Regions from separate parts of the Pan troglodytes genome. Here regions 1, 3 and 4 are each linked to region 2. The links are chromatin contacts, called in public HiChIP or PLAC-seq maps. All regions are on one chromosome and are shown on one strand. Each heading gives the region's core, a stretch centred on a gene start, on an enhancer-like site or on the middle of the called end of the contact. The rest is flanking DNA. Distances are from core to core; before and after follow the strand shown. Region 1 holds the start of H2BC17 (H2B clustered histone 17). Region 2 holds the start of H4C9 (H4 clustered histone 9). Region 3 holds the start of H3C6 (H3 clustered histone 6). Region 4 holds the start of H4C12 (H4 clustered histone 12).

The links. HiChIP or PLAC-seq counts read pairs in DNA pulled down with a chosen protein or histone mark.
Region 1: an H3K4me3 HiChIP or PLAC-seq map of stem cell-derived excitatory neurons shows a contact between it and region 2, with 8 times the contacts expected there. The contact joins the promoter of H2BC17 here to the promoter of H4C9 in region 2. A contact is called at or near these places in 3 of 7 Hi-C or Micro-C datasets (induced pluripotent stem cells and stem cell-derived neural progenitor cells) and 1 of 1 datasets of contacts at active chromatin or transcription factors (stem cell-derived excitatory neurons).
Region 3: an H3K4me3 HiChIP or PLAC-seq map of stem cell-derived excitatory neurons shows a contact between it and region 2, with 5 times the contacts expected there. The contact joins the promoter of H3C6 here to the promoter of H4C9 in region 2. A contact is called at or near these places in 1 of 7 Hi-C or Micro-C datasets (stem cell-derived neural progenitor cells) and 1 of 1 datasets of contacts at active chromatin or transcription factors (stem cell-derived excitatory neurons).
Region 4: an H3K4me3 HiChIP or PLAC-seq map of stem cell-derived excitatory neurons shows a contact between it and region 2, with 2.9 times the contacts expected there. The contact joins the promoter of H4C12 here to the promoter of H4C9 in region 2. A contact is called at or near these places in 1 of 7 Hi-C or Micro-C datasets (induced pluripotent stem cells) and 1 of 1 datasets of contacts at active chromatin or transcription factors (stem cell-derived excitatory neurons).

Annotation. Positions count from the first base shown.
Region 1 is chr5:33,858,443-33,861,646 of NHGRI_mPanTro3-v2.0_pri, forward strand. It overlaps H2BC17 (H2B clustered histone 17), which reads left to right and starts at 1,451. Exons shown (of 2, transcript XM_054686651.1): 1 at 1,451-2,030. The coding sequence starts at 1,483. The coding sequence ends at 1,863. It overlaps H2AC17 (H2A clustered histone 17), which reads right to left and starts at 1,408. Exons shown (of 1, transcript XM_016955073.4): 1 at 1-1,408. The coding sequence starts at 1,169. The coding sequence ends at 777.
Region 2 is chr5:33,104,155-33,107,585 of NHGRI_mPanTro3-v2.0_pri, forward strand. H4C9 (H4 clustered histone 9) reads left to right here and starts at 2,148. Exons shown (of 1, transcript XM_054686652.2): 1 at 2,148-3,431. The coding sequence starts at 2,231. The coding sequence ends at 2,542. It overlaps H2BC12 (H2B clustered histone 12), which reads right to left. Exons shown (of 2, transcript XM_518295.8): 2 at 1,212-1,603.
Region 3 is chr5:32,190,767-32,194,052 of NHGRI_mPanTro3-v2.0_pri, forward strand. It overlaps H3C6 (H3 clustered histone 6), which reads left to right and starts at 2,009. Exons shown (of 1, transcript NM_001374416.1): 1 at 2,009-2,470. The coding sequence starts at 2,009. The coding sequence ends at 2,419.
Region 4 is chr5:33,837,437-33,841,093 of NHGRI_mPanTro3-v2.0_pri, forward strand. It overlaps H4C12 (H4 clustered histone 12), which reads right to left and starts at 2,132. Exons shown (of 1, transcript NM_001374553.1): 1 at 1,647-2,132. The coding sequence starts at 2,091. The coding sequence ends at 1,681.

The DNA.
Region 1 (3,204 bases), core at 201-2,700, 750 kb after region 2:
CTCACTGAAATCTCAAATTCCTGGGATTCAAGTGTTCCTTCTGCTGTCAGTCCGCCAAATACAGGCGAGGGCCTCTGCGCCTGGTATTTTTTTTTTTTTTTTAGATGGAGTCTCGCTCTGTCGCCCAGGCTGGAGTGCAGTGGCGTGATCTCGGCTCACTGCAACCTCTGCCTCCTGGGTTCAAGCGATTCTCCTGCCTGTCTCCTTAGTAGCGCTCGCCACCACGCCCGGCTAATTTTTGTGTTTTTAGTAGGGACAGGGTTTCACCATGTTGGCCTGGGTGGTCTCGATCTCTTGACCTTGTGATACACCCTCCTCGGCCTCCCAAAGTGCTGGGATTACAGGCGTGAGCCACCGCGCCCAGCCATTTTTTTTTTTTTAAGAGGCAGGGGTCTCGTTATCATGGTGGTCTCGAACTCCAGGTCCCTAGAGATTTCTCCCCTTCCCCACCCACCTGCCTCAATTTCCCAAAATGCTAAGGACGCATAAACCACCGCGCCCGGCCCCAAGTTTTTTAAAGACGCAGGACAGTTTGTGGGGAGGGGACAATGAAGGAGGTTCCTTCATGTTATAAGGTAGCAGTTGGATAGTATTTACTAGGCCTGATTCAATACCTATATTTTACCCAATAGGAAAGTAATGACCTCAGTGCTTGAACTCGGCCACAAATTTCTGATAGGTTTGGAGAACAGAGTGCTCAGTTCTTCCGTAGAAATGGTGGGTGGCTCTGAAAAGAGCCTTTTGTCTTGTAAGTTTACATTTTTAAAGTTCAGCCCTTACTTGCCCTTAGCTTTGTGGTGGCTCTCAGTCTTCTTGGGGAGCAGTACGGCCTGGATGTTAGGCAGAACACCGCCCTGAGCGATGGTAACTTTACCAAGCAGCTTGTTGAGCTCCTCGTCGTTGCGGATGGCCAGCTGCAAGTGGCGCGGGATGATGCGGGTCTTTTTGTTGTCGCGGGCTGCGTTGCCCGCCAGCTCCAGGATCTCGGCAGTTAGGTACTCCAGCACCGCCGCCAGGTAAACCGGCGCGCCGGCCCCGACCCGCTCAGCATAGTTGCCCTTGCGGAGCAGGCGGTGCACTCGTCCTACGGGAAATTGGAGCCCAGCTCTGGAGGAGCGGGTTTTGGCCTTGGCGCGAGCCTTGCCGCCCTGCTTGCCACGTCCAGACATGGTAAAACGACCTGTGGCCTAAGTCAGAAAGTGAGTGGAAGGAACCTACAGGGAGGCGCATTTTATAGCAGCTGCTGGGCGCGAAAAAGAAGCTGGGCCATTGGCTAAGCTTGCAGCTTCCTCTTAATGCAAATGAGGTTTCTGAATATACGTGTTTTGATTGGACTATATTGATATCAACGTCATCTGAGTAACTTCCAGTCAGACAGAAGAATTTCTCAATCTCATCTGCATATAGACTTGTAAATAAATAGGGCATAACCCAGCTTGTCCTCATTCTTGTTATTTGAGTGCTCTTTCACTCTCCTCCGCCATGCCCGACCCGGCTAAATCTGCTCCTGCCCCCAAAAAGGGCTCCAAGAAAGCCGTAACCAAGGCCCAGAAAAAGGACGGCAAGAAGCGCAAGCGCAGCCGCAAAGAGAGTTACTCTATCTACGTGTACAAGGTACTGAAGCAAGTCCACCCCGACACCGGCATCTCATCGAAGGCCATGGGCATCATGAACTCCTTCGTCAATGACATCTTTGAGCGCATCGCTGGCGAGGCTTCCCGCCTGGCGCATTACAACAAGCGCTCGACCATCACCTCCAGGGAGATCCAGACGGCCGTGCGCCTGCTGCTGCCCGGGGAGCTGGCCAAGCACGCCGTGTCCGAGGGCACAAAGGCCGTCACCAAGTACACCAGCTCCAAGTGAGCTCTCACAGCTGCCGGCAATCCAAAGGCTCTTTTCAGAGCCACTCACGCTTCCAGAGAAAGAGCCTGTGCATTTTGCTTGTAGTCTTTTGGGTGGGCTCCGGCCGGCCTCCATTAGGAGGGAAGACGGCGGGAAAAGGCAAGCTAAGCTCCCTAGGCTTTTTGCGTGTGAGTATAGACGCTCCATCAGACAAATTTAGCTTGGGTTCTTAGATACCCTTGGGGAAAAAGGCTTGCAGTTGTGCTTTAAGCTATAATTACAAGTTTGCTTTCGGTTTTCGGTTACTTTCCTTTTGTGGTTTTTTTTTTTTTTTTTTTGAAATGGAGTCTTGCTTGGCTCTGTCGCCCAGGATAGAGTGCAGTGCCGCGATCTCGGCTCACTGCAAGCTCCGTCTCCCGGGTTCAACCAATTCTGCTTCGGCCTCCTAAGTAACTGGGATTACAGGCGCCCGCCACCGTGCCCGACTAATTATTGCATTTTTAGTAGAGACGGAGTTTTACCGTCTTGGCCAGGCTAGTCTCGAACTCCTGACCTCGTGATCCACCCATCTCGGCCTCCCAAAATGTTGGGATAACAGGCGTGAGCCATCGCGCGCGGCCGGGTTATTCTTTCAGTGCCTGTAACGTCCCCCTTTGATTGGTCAACGCTCTATTTGAAAAGCCCGCCAAGGGCTGCAATTTGCCAGATAGTCTCATCCGGGTTGTTTTTCGAAGAGGTTCTCCCGGAATGGAAATGACCGTTATCTGCAGGAGTGCATCGGACTCTGGCGCCATGAGCCGGAAGCTGTGAATTAACCGTCCCACTTACTGCAGTTGTACGGATCCTGGGTGACATTGACTTACCGGTGTCCATTTTCCATACACTTTAGAGAATAGGCATCTCGTCTGGCATCGCTGCAGATATGTTAGGGTGGGTTGAAATTATTGGTGTCAAAGCGGGACGGGAAACATTAAAGGCTAAGGAAGCTCCTTTAGGATAAAATGTTGAACAAAGAACCTGGCAACTTGGGAAAGCCGCTTTTTTGCAATGTTAATCAGTTGGCCTTGGGGAGGGAGGTGTGCCAGGATTAGCTGGGGCGGGGGCAGCGTTCAGGCTGGGATTTTAAAGTCCATGATTAGGAATCCTGAGATAGAAGTTGGAGAACCCTGCGTTTAAAGAGAAGCGGACCCCAGAAGAGATCACAGAAATAGGAGGTAAACCAAGAGCGTGCGAGTACAAGGGAGTGGAGACTTTTCAAGGCATGATCCCCTCTTCTCAACAGTGCCTGAATTCTCATAGCATTGCATCCTCTTCCACTGCGTTATCCCCTCTTCAATAAATTACTTCTATTGTAAATCTTTA
Region 2 (3,431 bases), core at 898-3,397:
CTTTTTAAAATTGCCTGCATCTCAGAATAATTCTTATTCCAAAATGGCATATTTTGGGATGGCATGCTCTGCCACCTTTTACCATTCATTGCTATCCTTGTCACTAATTGCTATACGAAAACTCATGAAATCAGATACAGAAAAAGGCTTCTGATTAGTGAGAAGCTCAAGTAGAGAAATATACTTGTTAACTAATGTTGGGGAAATACAATTTTAAAATCTTCTCCCAAAGAAGACAAAGGAAATAATTTTATTATTGAATAAGCATTAAACCAGGGAGAGTTGCTTATCACAGGAAACCTTATGAAGAGGTTGCAAAAGCAGAAAGAAATCTTGCTTATTATGTATGGCTACACTGGATAGGTTTTGCAATTCGAAGTCAGGTGACAGCTAAAGTTCGGCCCATTTTCTCGCTGGAAACTGGGAGACAGACCACTATCTTTTTTAATGATTAACATTTCAAAGGGATGGCTCTCCAGGCATTGAGAAAATATTCTGAGTTATAAGGCCTATTTAGCCATTAAAAGGATTTACATACATTTTAAAAGGACAGAGAAAGACATTTTGAAAGTGATGGGAAAGGAAAGGGAAGTCTTGTTTTCAACAGATAATTAAGCCTCTCATTTTTAATTTGTATTTACCCTTAGATTAACGTATTCAATTAACCTATGCTACCTTACCCTCTCTACAACATATACTGAATTCAGCTACAGCAAGTTACAGCCAGTCATATCAATTTTGTTTTCCAAAGGTGTATGGCAAGTTTTCTTTTATTGCAACATAAATGCAAAAATTTCTAAAGTATTTTAATGAAAAGTTTATCTTCATTTACTTTATGACATTTAAGTGGAATACTTTGAAAATACTTCAAGCATTGCTGTAAGGTACTCATTGAAATAAAGAGTAGCAAGAAAATCACCAAATGGGCCGGGTGCGGTGGCTCATATATTCAGTATATGATAAGTTCCTCAAATCAGTGGGGGAAATAGTTAATGTATTGTGCTGACTAACCAACTGATTAACTTTTTGAAAAGTTATTTCTATATACAAGAAATCAAGTCCTTATTAGTAAAGTTAGATTACTTTAAATGGTTCTACCCAGCATTAGTTAAGGTTGTAGGCATATCAGGAACTGCTACTGGTGCAGGGGCCAAGAGAAAACCTCCCTTTTGGCCTCTGAAAGTTCACTGAAAATCAACTGACAAGATTAATAAGAGAAAAGGCATACAAATTTATTAAGGTACAGGGCTGAGGACCACAGAATATTACCCCAACCCCCCAGTGGTGGGGTACAGAAGCTTATATACTCTTTCTCAGAGGCAAAAGAGGAGATGGGTAATGTAGACAATTCTTTGAGGAACAGTAAATGATTATTAGAGAGAAGGAATGGACCAAGGAGACAGAAATTAACTTGTAAATGATTCTCTTTGGAATCTGAATGAGATCAAGAGGCCAGCTTTATCTTGTGGAAAAGTCCATCTAGGTATGGTTGCATTCTCGTCTTCTTTTCTGCAGTAGATAATGAGGTAACCGAAGGCAATTGTGCTACTTTTGATAAGAAGCTTTCTTGGTCATATCAGGAAATTCCAGAGAAAGTCCCTCCCTGTATTTGGGGAAGAGAAACAAGACAAAGTTAGAGGGACCTTGATTCTTAGACTTGTTTCTGAGAACCCTCAATTTTCAAAAGCACCCACCATTACCAAGCTCGATATTTGGGGGAATAATTCTCCACCCCAAACACTAGAAATGAAAATAAGTAGAAAAGAACTTAGCAATATACCTGAACGATCTTTAAATTCTATGAGTCTATCTTGTTCTATTGCTAGGAATTTAGCATATGGAGTATATTTCCATTGTATATTAAGGAGAAAAATGCCACAAAATAGCATAGTTCCACACAAATAATGTTAAAGGAAAACATGCATATATGCAGAGATAATATTCTTTTTGCTTTATGTATCTTCTATAATGTTAACATTTTTGTTATGAGACAGGAATCATGTTAAATGAAAAAAGGAAAAACAGCCTAGGTCTTGAGGATTAAAAAGGACTGAAGGAGAACAAGAGGGAGTAGAGCACAGCAGGCCTGTTTCCCTTTTAGGTCCCCTCCCCCAATGCAGAGGGACTTCCCGCCAAAGCTCTTCCGGTTTTCAGTCTGGTCCGCAGAGGTTACCCATAAAAGAAAGCTGCCATCACAGGCAGCAGATCTTTGTTCTCTGACCACTTGATAATGTCAGGACGCGGCAAAGGAGGTAAGGGCCTGGGGAAAGGGGGTGCCAAGCGCCACCGCAAGGTGCTGCGCGACAACATCCAGGGTATCACCAAGCCAGCCATTCGGCGCCTTGCTCGCCGCGGCGGCGTGAAGCGCATTTCTGGCCTCATCTATGAGGAGACCCGCGGAGTGCTGAAGGTGTTCCTGGAGAACGTGATCCGGGACGCCGTGACCTACACGGAGCACGCCAAGCGCAAGACGGTCACCGCCATGGACGTGGTCTACGCGCTCAAGCGCCAGGGCCGCACCCTCTATGGCTTCGGCGGCTAAATGGCATTTTGAAGCCCAGTCATTCTCTAAAAAAGGCCCTTTTTAGGGCCCCTAAGCTTTCAACAAAAGAGTTGAAATGACTGCAAACTGGGTCTCTTAATAGGGCCATTGTCAGTGAGTTCTGTCATCCTATTTTACAAGATTAACTCGACGCCGAAAATGGGCTGATGACTACAGGTGACCTTGGGCCGAGATTTTTCCAAGGCCAGAAGAGCCTCTGCTGGCCAGTAACTTCTGGCGGCTGCCTGGAAATTGCCTGCAGCCGGTTTACCGCTCGGATTAGTTTAGAAAGCCAAGGGGTCTGCGGTCCAAATAGGGGCGGGCTAGATAATTAACTTCCCTCTGGACCTTCAAATACGTCTCAGGAGATAATGAGTTTGATGGGCTCCACTAAATGCTAGAACCTCCAGGAAAACTTCGTGGTGGCTGGTTTAAGAGGACTTGGCGGGCACAGAGCTCTGCATGGGGGGGAGGGGGACAGACCATACTTTTACTACTGTAGAACAGTCGGGCAGTCTTAAGAGTCTTAGTAATAATATTCCTTTATATGTTTGCCTTTTAAATACTGGAATATATCAAGTATACAAAATGCGCTGGTGACCACACCACTTGTTCAAGTGCATCTAAAATCCTTATGTCCCTTTCTCAGTAGCACAGCCCTCCCTTTTTCCTATCTAGAATTAAGTAATATTCTAGGATAAACTGATATTCTAAATTTGTTTACTGTTCCCATGCGTTTTAACTTTAGATGCACATACCCCTAATCTATTTTAATCGTCATGAATTTTTACATTTGCTCTTGAAATATATCCGTGTTGAAATGTGCAGTTCTATGTTATTCTTACCATTAATCTAGTTTTCTAATGTGTCAGTAAATACTTTATTCATT
Region 3 (3,286 bases), core at 759-3,258, 910 kb before region 2:
TAAAGATGGAATTTCCTTAATGGTTCTCACTGACTGTGACCTAAAGTTTATCTTTTGATTTTGGAAACATTTTTTAGATGTAGATATTAACATTCTAATAATAGAAATGAAAAAACTAAAATGAAAATGAGAAAACAGAAGATAATAAACAGGTCTTGGGCCTCAGAAGATGAGATGTAGGGAGTGAGGAGAGGAAAAGCAGAGAGGGTGCATAGCTCTCATTAACAAACGGCCCAGCCAACAAATACGTAATCATATTATACAAAAGGATTTCAGTTCTGCCCTTGCTTCCTATGAAACAATTTTGCCAACATACCTAACCGTTTTACCTTGATTTAAAGTGTACAGAATTTTCTTTTTCTGAAAAGGAGAGAAGCAAGGGACTCATATATATTTCAGATGTGAGATTGAAACGCACGACAATGTGTAATTTCAGTCAAGACTTGCCCACGAGTCCTAAGATAATTCAAATTTGCAAAATAGACACTAACTTGAAAGGTGCAATTGTATCAATCCTGTGGTTAGCAGAATTTTGATGAATGCCCTAAAATAGGGCAGGTTTAACAGAATTCAGGGAATGAGCAGGAATGCACAAAGCATCCTTTGTCTCCTCTCCACTCCAGCTTGCAGACATCCGCGGGCATTTGCGGGCAGAGATAAATTTGGTTTAGCCGTTTCCCCTCCCTGGAGAACGGGGGCTCCAGCATATTCATGATGTCAATCGCCTTGGACTACATGCCAGCGTCATTGCGAACCTGCTACACTTTACAAAATAGCTTTCCAATGAGAAAGAAAACCTACTGGGAAAGAAAAACAAAAAGAAACTAGACCTTGCAACGGGCACGCACGCGCACTATCCCTCTCTGAAATATTTATAGTACGCTTACACAAACGCGAACTTGTAAATCAAAACTCTGCCTGAACCAAAGTAGCCAATAGATTAAAAGTATGTAAATTAGGAATTCCCAAACTGCTCTTTTTATTGGCTAGGAAAAGAACACCTTACAGGGAATCCGATAGGTTAATTCACAATAGTGTTAGGCTGTAATGTCATTCCTTAAGAATCTTTTCCAGTAAACATTTGTTACCTTTTCAAAGTAATTGGGAGCTGTTGAGTTTGGAAGCGAAAACCAAGTTAAGAAGTCCTGTTATTTGGGTGAGTCCAGTTCCTATAAAAGTTCGGTTGGATGTGTCTTAAATTGTTCAGTGCACCTCAGCTCTCTCCCGCAGGGATCCGGAGAAACTGCGCCATTGTTGTCTTACAGAGAAACAACCTTCTAAGACTCTCTTCGCCGCCATCTTTTTCAAGATTTTAAATTGAAAATACTTTTTTTGACGGCTCTTGCCATTATGTCTGGACGTTTTAATTTCAACAAAACGAAATAATAGTGTTAAGTTCTTTGAGTCAAGCCCGATATTACAGAGGTAGGGATTCCAGGATATTAGAATTTTACTACAACACAAATGAAACACAAAGTTCCTTATGCTTAACAGTGTATCTTAGAAAACCTTGTTTGAGTGAATTAGCCATGTACTCTATAATGAAACGAGGAATCATTGAGAGATACTTAGGCAACGGATTTTAAATGAGTGAATAGGGAAGGGAAAAACTTCAGGAAAATGAAGCAGAAAAAAGCACCGGAGATTTTTGAAAAAAAATTCTAAAGCACTTTCTAACGCAAACACATTCGATTTTTTATAGCTAAACAGGATAACGGATCAGTCTATTAAGTTAAATGATCAATGTCTTTGCAGGTCATGCTCTATGTGAAACATCAAAGAAACCTGTAACGAAAAACGACTTGTTTAAAAGAGCCAGTTCTCTATCCAAATTTACCAATCAGAATCTTGCACTGAAAAAATAAACCAATCGTGAATCTCTATGGCCACTTCCGGAATTTAGCAACCGATCACTAACAGGGATTGTCCACAATCCAATCAGAGTGATTCTGTTCCTATATAGAGGGGCAAACCAATCTTTCTAACTCACCTACTTTGCAGATGAACTATGGCGCGTACTAAGCAGACGGCTCGTAAATCCACAGGCGGTAAAGCACCGCGCAAACAGCTGGCCACTAAGGCAGCTCGCAAGAGCGCTCCGGCCACGGGCGGCGTGAAGAAGCCCCATCGCTACCGCCCTGGTACCGTGGCTCTGCGTGAGATCCGTCGCTACCAGAAGTCTACCGAGCTTCTAATCCGGAAGCTGCCGTTTCAGCGCCTGGTGCGAGAAATCGCTCAGGACTTCAAGACCGATCTGCGCTTCCAGAGTTCCGCGGTGATGGCGCTGCAGGAGGCCTGCGAGGCCTACTTGGTGGGGCTTTTCGAGGACACCAACCTGTGCGCTATTCATGCCAAACGCGTGACCATCATGCCTAAAGACATCCAGCTTGCCCGCCGCATTCGTGGGGAGAGGGCGTAAATTGTTTTGAGTACAAACCTTAAATCCAAAGGCTCTTTTCAGAGCCAACCACTTTGTCCGTGAAAAGGGCTGTAATCTTTTGAGACGCATTAGACCACTAAACTGCACTGATCCAAATAGACATTTGAAATAGTGGCATTCAGTTCCCTCGATGCTTCATTTAAATTTCCAAATTTAAGAGCTCCCTCAGGTTTTCGCCTAGGGCTGGGCCTCCCTACGCCGTTCTCCATTGGTTTAGCTGGCCTTTGTCTTGCTGTTCAGGCCCTCTGCTGCTTTCTTGTACATTGTTCTCGTTTTCTAAACTCCTGGCCACTTAATTGTACCCTGCTTAACCCATCCTCTTGTTTTCTGGCTCAACGCTCTTTCATGTGGTGGCCTGCATTTTAGGTCTTAACTGCATAGGCTTTCAACGCCTTGGTTTTGCCTTTCCTTGATGTTTATTTCACCTTGCCCGAGGGGCCAGCGCTTTTGATCTGCATCAGGCTGCCTTACTCCACTAGTGTTTTGAGACCCAGCTACTTGCCGGCGACGGTCGGCGCCTTGGGTGCGGTCAACTTTACTCTCTGTGCGCCTGATACTGGTCTAAGGCTAAGGTTGTTAGCTGGAATACCTAGACCCGTGGCACTAACACACAGCTCTTGCAGACTTGACAGCCTTGCATAGGTTCTAAACTGCAGGAGTCAAAGCAACGAAGGTGCAGATGGGTGTGTCTCAAACCTGAGTGCGAAAGGAAAATGCAGAGATCATGAGCCTTTTCAACTTTCCAGTTGATATCTTTTGTTTGCTTTTTTCTTTTCTTTTTTATTTTATTTATTTATTTTGAGACGGAGTTTCGCCCTTGTTGCCCAGGCTGGAGTGCATTGGCGC
Region 4 (3,657 bases), core at 882-3,381, 730 kb after region 2:
ATGCCCAGCTAATTTTTTGTATTTTTAGTAGAGACGTGGCTTCACCATGTTGGCCAGGCTGGTCTGGAAATCCTGACCTCGTGATTCGCCCGCATCGGCCTCCCAAAATGCAAAGTGCTGGGATTACAGATGTGAGCCACTGCGCCCTTCCTTTTTCCTTCCTTCCTCCCTTCCTTCCTTCCTTCCTTTGTTTTCTTTCGTCAGCTATCCTTAGTGATCCTGTATTTTAGGTGTGGCCCAAGACAATTCTTCTTCTTCCAACGTGGCCCAGGGAAGACAAAAGATTGGACACCGCTGCACCAGTTGCTGGGATACATGCCTCTTTGCAAGACTGAATCCAATATGAGAAGGGAAGGCACAGATATGAGGCTGAGCTGGCTGAGAGCACTAGGGAGAAAAATTGCCTTCACATCTCTGCCAGATATCTCCTAGGTCAAGATGTGTGCTTCAAAAAGTTTAAGAGCAAAATGAGGTCATGATAGTCACATATGTAGAGCACATGAGGAAACTCTAAACAGCTGGAAATAATGGAAAAGTTTGGTTAGAAACCAGGAAGAGCTTTAAAATACCACTTGAAGTTTAATACCCAGACTGATTCTCTCTGAAAAAAAAAAAGAAAGAAAAAATCTCATGAAAATCCAACTCCACAGTCTATGACAAGCATATGGTGAAATGACAGGAAAATATTTTTTAAGGTCCACTTAGAGCTAGAAGTTCATTTCATAGATGACAGCATGCAGTAGGTTAAAGTATCCCTCCTCAGAGGCCCACTACCTAACACATGGCTTGCTAAACATTACATTGAAACAGAACAAAAGTGTCGAGCTTTTTGTCAAAACTGTTACTTGCATGGGGTACAATGGCAACTTTGTTACGTGCATATGCTCCAAGGTGGTCAAGTTACATGGGCTATACAAGAGCTAAATAGCTTACATTGTACCAACTAAGTAACTTATCATTCATTCTTTCCTCCCTTCTGAGTCCTTATTGTCTATTGTTCCACTCTCATGTGTGCAGTTTTCAGAGCCTGTTTTTTGTTTTTTGTATTTTTGAGGCGGAGTCTCGCTCTGTAGCCCAGGCTGGAGGGCAGTGGCGCGATCTCGGCTCACTGCAACCTCTGCCTGCCAGGTTCAAGCGATCCTCCTGCCTCAGCCTCCCGAGTAGCTGGGACTACAGGCGCGTGCCACCACGGCCGGCAGTCTTTTTTTTAGTGGACACGGGGGTTTCACCGTGTTAGCCAGGATGGTCTTGATCTCCTGACCTTGTGATCCGCCTGCCTCGGCCTCACAAGAGCCTGTGGACACTCATTGTGCTACTTGTTCCCTTCAGTAGGGGCAGGTAGATACGCAGGAGATACATTCCTCAAGGATAAAAACAGGAATACTTTTCAAAACTAAACTTCATCTGTAAAATTGACCCTATGACATGTCTTTTTTGAGTGATAATCCTTATCAGTAGGAGCAGGTTCTGTATGTGAAATTGATTTAGCATACCAACAGCCTGTGACCTGACTCCTGCATTATAGTGTGTTGAGCCACTACCACGTTTTGTCCACAGCTTGTATTTAACATGGAGCTAAGACACGTCTCAAAAGCTACAGCTTCCTTTTGGTGACAATTGAGGGGCTCTGAAAAGAGCCTTTTGGGGTTGGACAGACTTCTTGGGCTGATAGGAAAATATTTATGCCCTCTCCCCTCGGATGCGGCGCGCAAGCTGGATGTCTTTAGGCATAATAGTGACGCGCTTGGCGTGAATGGCGCACAGGTTGGTATCCTCAAATAGCCCCACCAGGTAGGCCTCGCAAGCCTCCTGCAGCGCCATCACCGCCGAGCTCTGGAAGCGCAGATCGGTCTTAAAGTCCTGTGCGATCTCCCGTACCAAGCGCTGAAAAGGTAGCTTCCGGATTAGCAGCTCGGTCGACTTCTGGTAGCGGCGGATCTCGCGCAGGGCCACGGTGCCGGGGCGGTAGCGGTGGGGCTTCTTGACGCCACCGGTGGCCGGAGCGCTCTTGCGAGCCGCCTTGGTGGCCAGCTGCTTGCGCGGCGCTTTGCCGCCGGTGGACTTGCGAGCAGTTTGCTTTGTTCGTGCCATGGCTAAGTAGACCTACCTACTCAACACAAACGAGAGAAAAAAACTGATCATCCCGTTATTTATAGCTGCCCTCGCGTTCTGATTGGACAGTAGACTGTGCCATGCCACGTCTCACACACGGAATTGGCTCCCAGTTTAATCTGCTAGTGAAAGGGAGACATTCCGCCTCTGTTTTGGGTCAAGAAACGTAAAATGGTTTTGCTAGCTAAAGAAAAACAAAAACGGAAACAAAAAAAAATCCCCCAAAAGTCTAGGATTTTTCATGCATCAAAATCCTGTTTAAATATAAGCTTGATAAATCTAAACTTGCCTTGCATTATTTTAATTACGAGGTGTCATTACTGATTTGACAAAAAGTTAAAGAACGTAAAGGAAAAGTGAAACTAGAGTAAATTTGTAAATGGAGGCATTGAAGGGGACATGAAATTCGAGCGTTGTGGTATGCCAGTATTTCTCAAATTTAAACGTACTTAATGTTTTAGAAGTTGGCCGACTTTTTCTGTAAAGGGCGATATTAAAGCATTTTGGGCGTTGCGGACCACAGTGTCAGTTACACAGCCCTCGCATTTGTAGCGGTAAAGTAATCGATACAAGATAAATGAGACCGGCTGTTTCACTATGACTTTTGCAAAAGCCAGAGAGGCGTTATAGATTTGGCCGTGTATCAGAGAAGCCGTCACTTTTAACCACTAAGTAATGCTGAAAGGGGCACCGAACCTCAAACTTCAGCGACTGCTTATGTGGAATCGCTGATTTGCCAAAACTGCCATACGTTTAAGTGTTCTTAAGAAATTAACTGTCTTTAGTCTACAGCTCTTTCACAGCCATAGAGGGTGCGGCCCTGGCGCTTGAGCGCGTAAACCACGTCCATGGCTGTGACTGTCTTGCGTTTGGCGTGCTCCGTGTAGGTAACTGCATCGCGGATTACATTCTCCAAAAACACTTTAAGAACTCCGCGTGTCTCCTCGTATATAAGGCCTGAGATGCGCTTAACGCCTCCACGCCGTGCCAGGCGTCGGATGGCGGGCTTGGTGATGCCCTGAATGTTGTCGCGCAAAACTTTGCGGTGGCGCTTAGCGCCTCCTTTGCCCAGACCCTTCCCGCCTTTGCCGCGCCCAGACATGTCTTGTACTAAACAAAATGCAACACTGCAAGCCTCGCAGCAGTAGTTTATATAGTAATAAATCGGACCTGATTGGGAACTCTCCACACCAGCTGCATCCGGTCGGCCGATTCACAGACCTTGCGCCCTGCCCACGACTTCAGGAAAAAATGGAAAGGGGGGTAGTTAAACTCCAGTTTCTAAAAATGATGCCCAGTTAAAAATTACTCAGCTCATCTTGCCCTTCTACAGTGTTTTAGGCTGACCACCGCTGCATTCCATTGTCTGGGTCTTTGCAGCCTGTTTTTCCTGTCACCTCTTAGCACCGATTGTTCTAGTGCTTTGTGGCTGCTGGAATCAAATGGCGCCATCTCTAGAGGGGTAATCACAGTCGTTTCGGGCATTTGTGAAATAGCGTGTAGAAACTGCTTCCGTACAAACTCGAAGTGATCAGCCTATGGAGT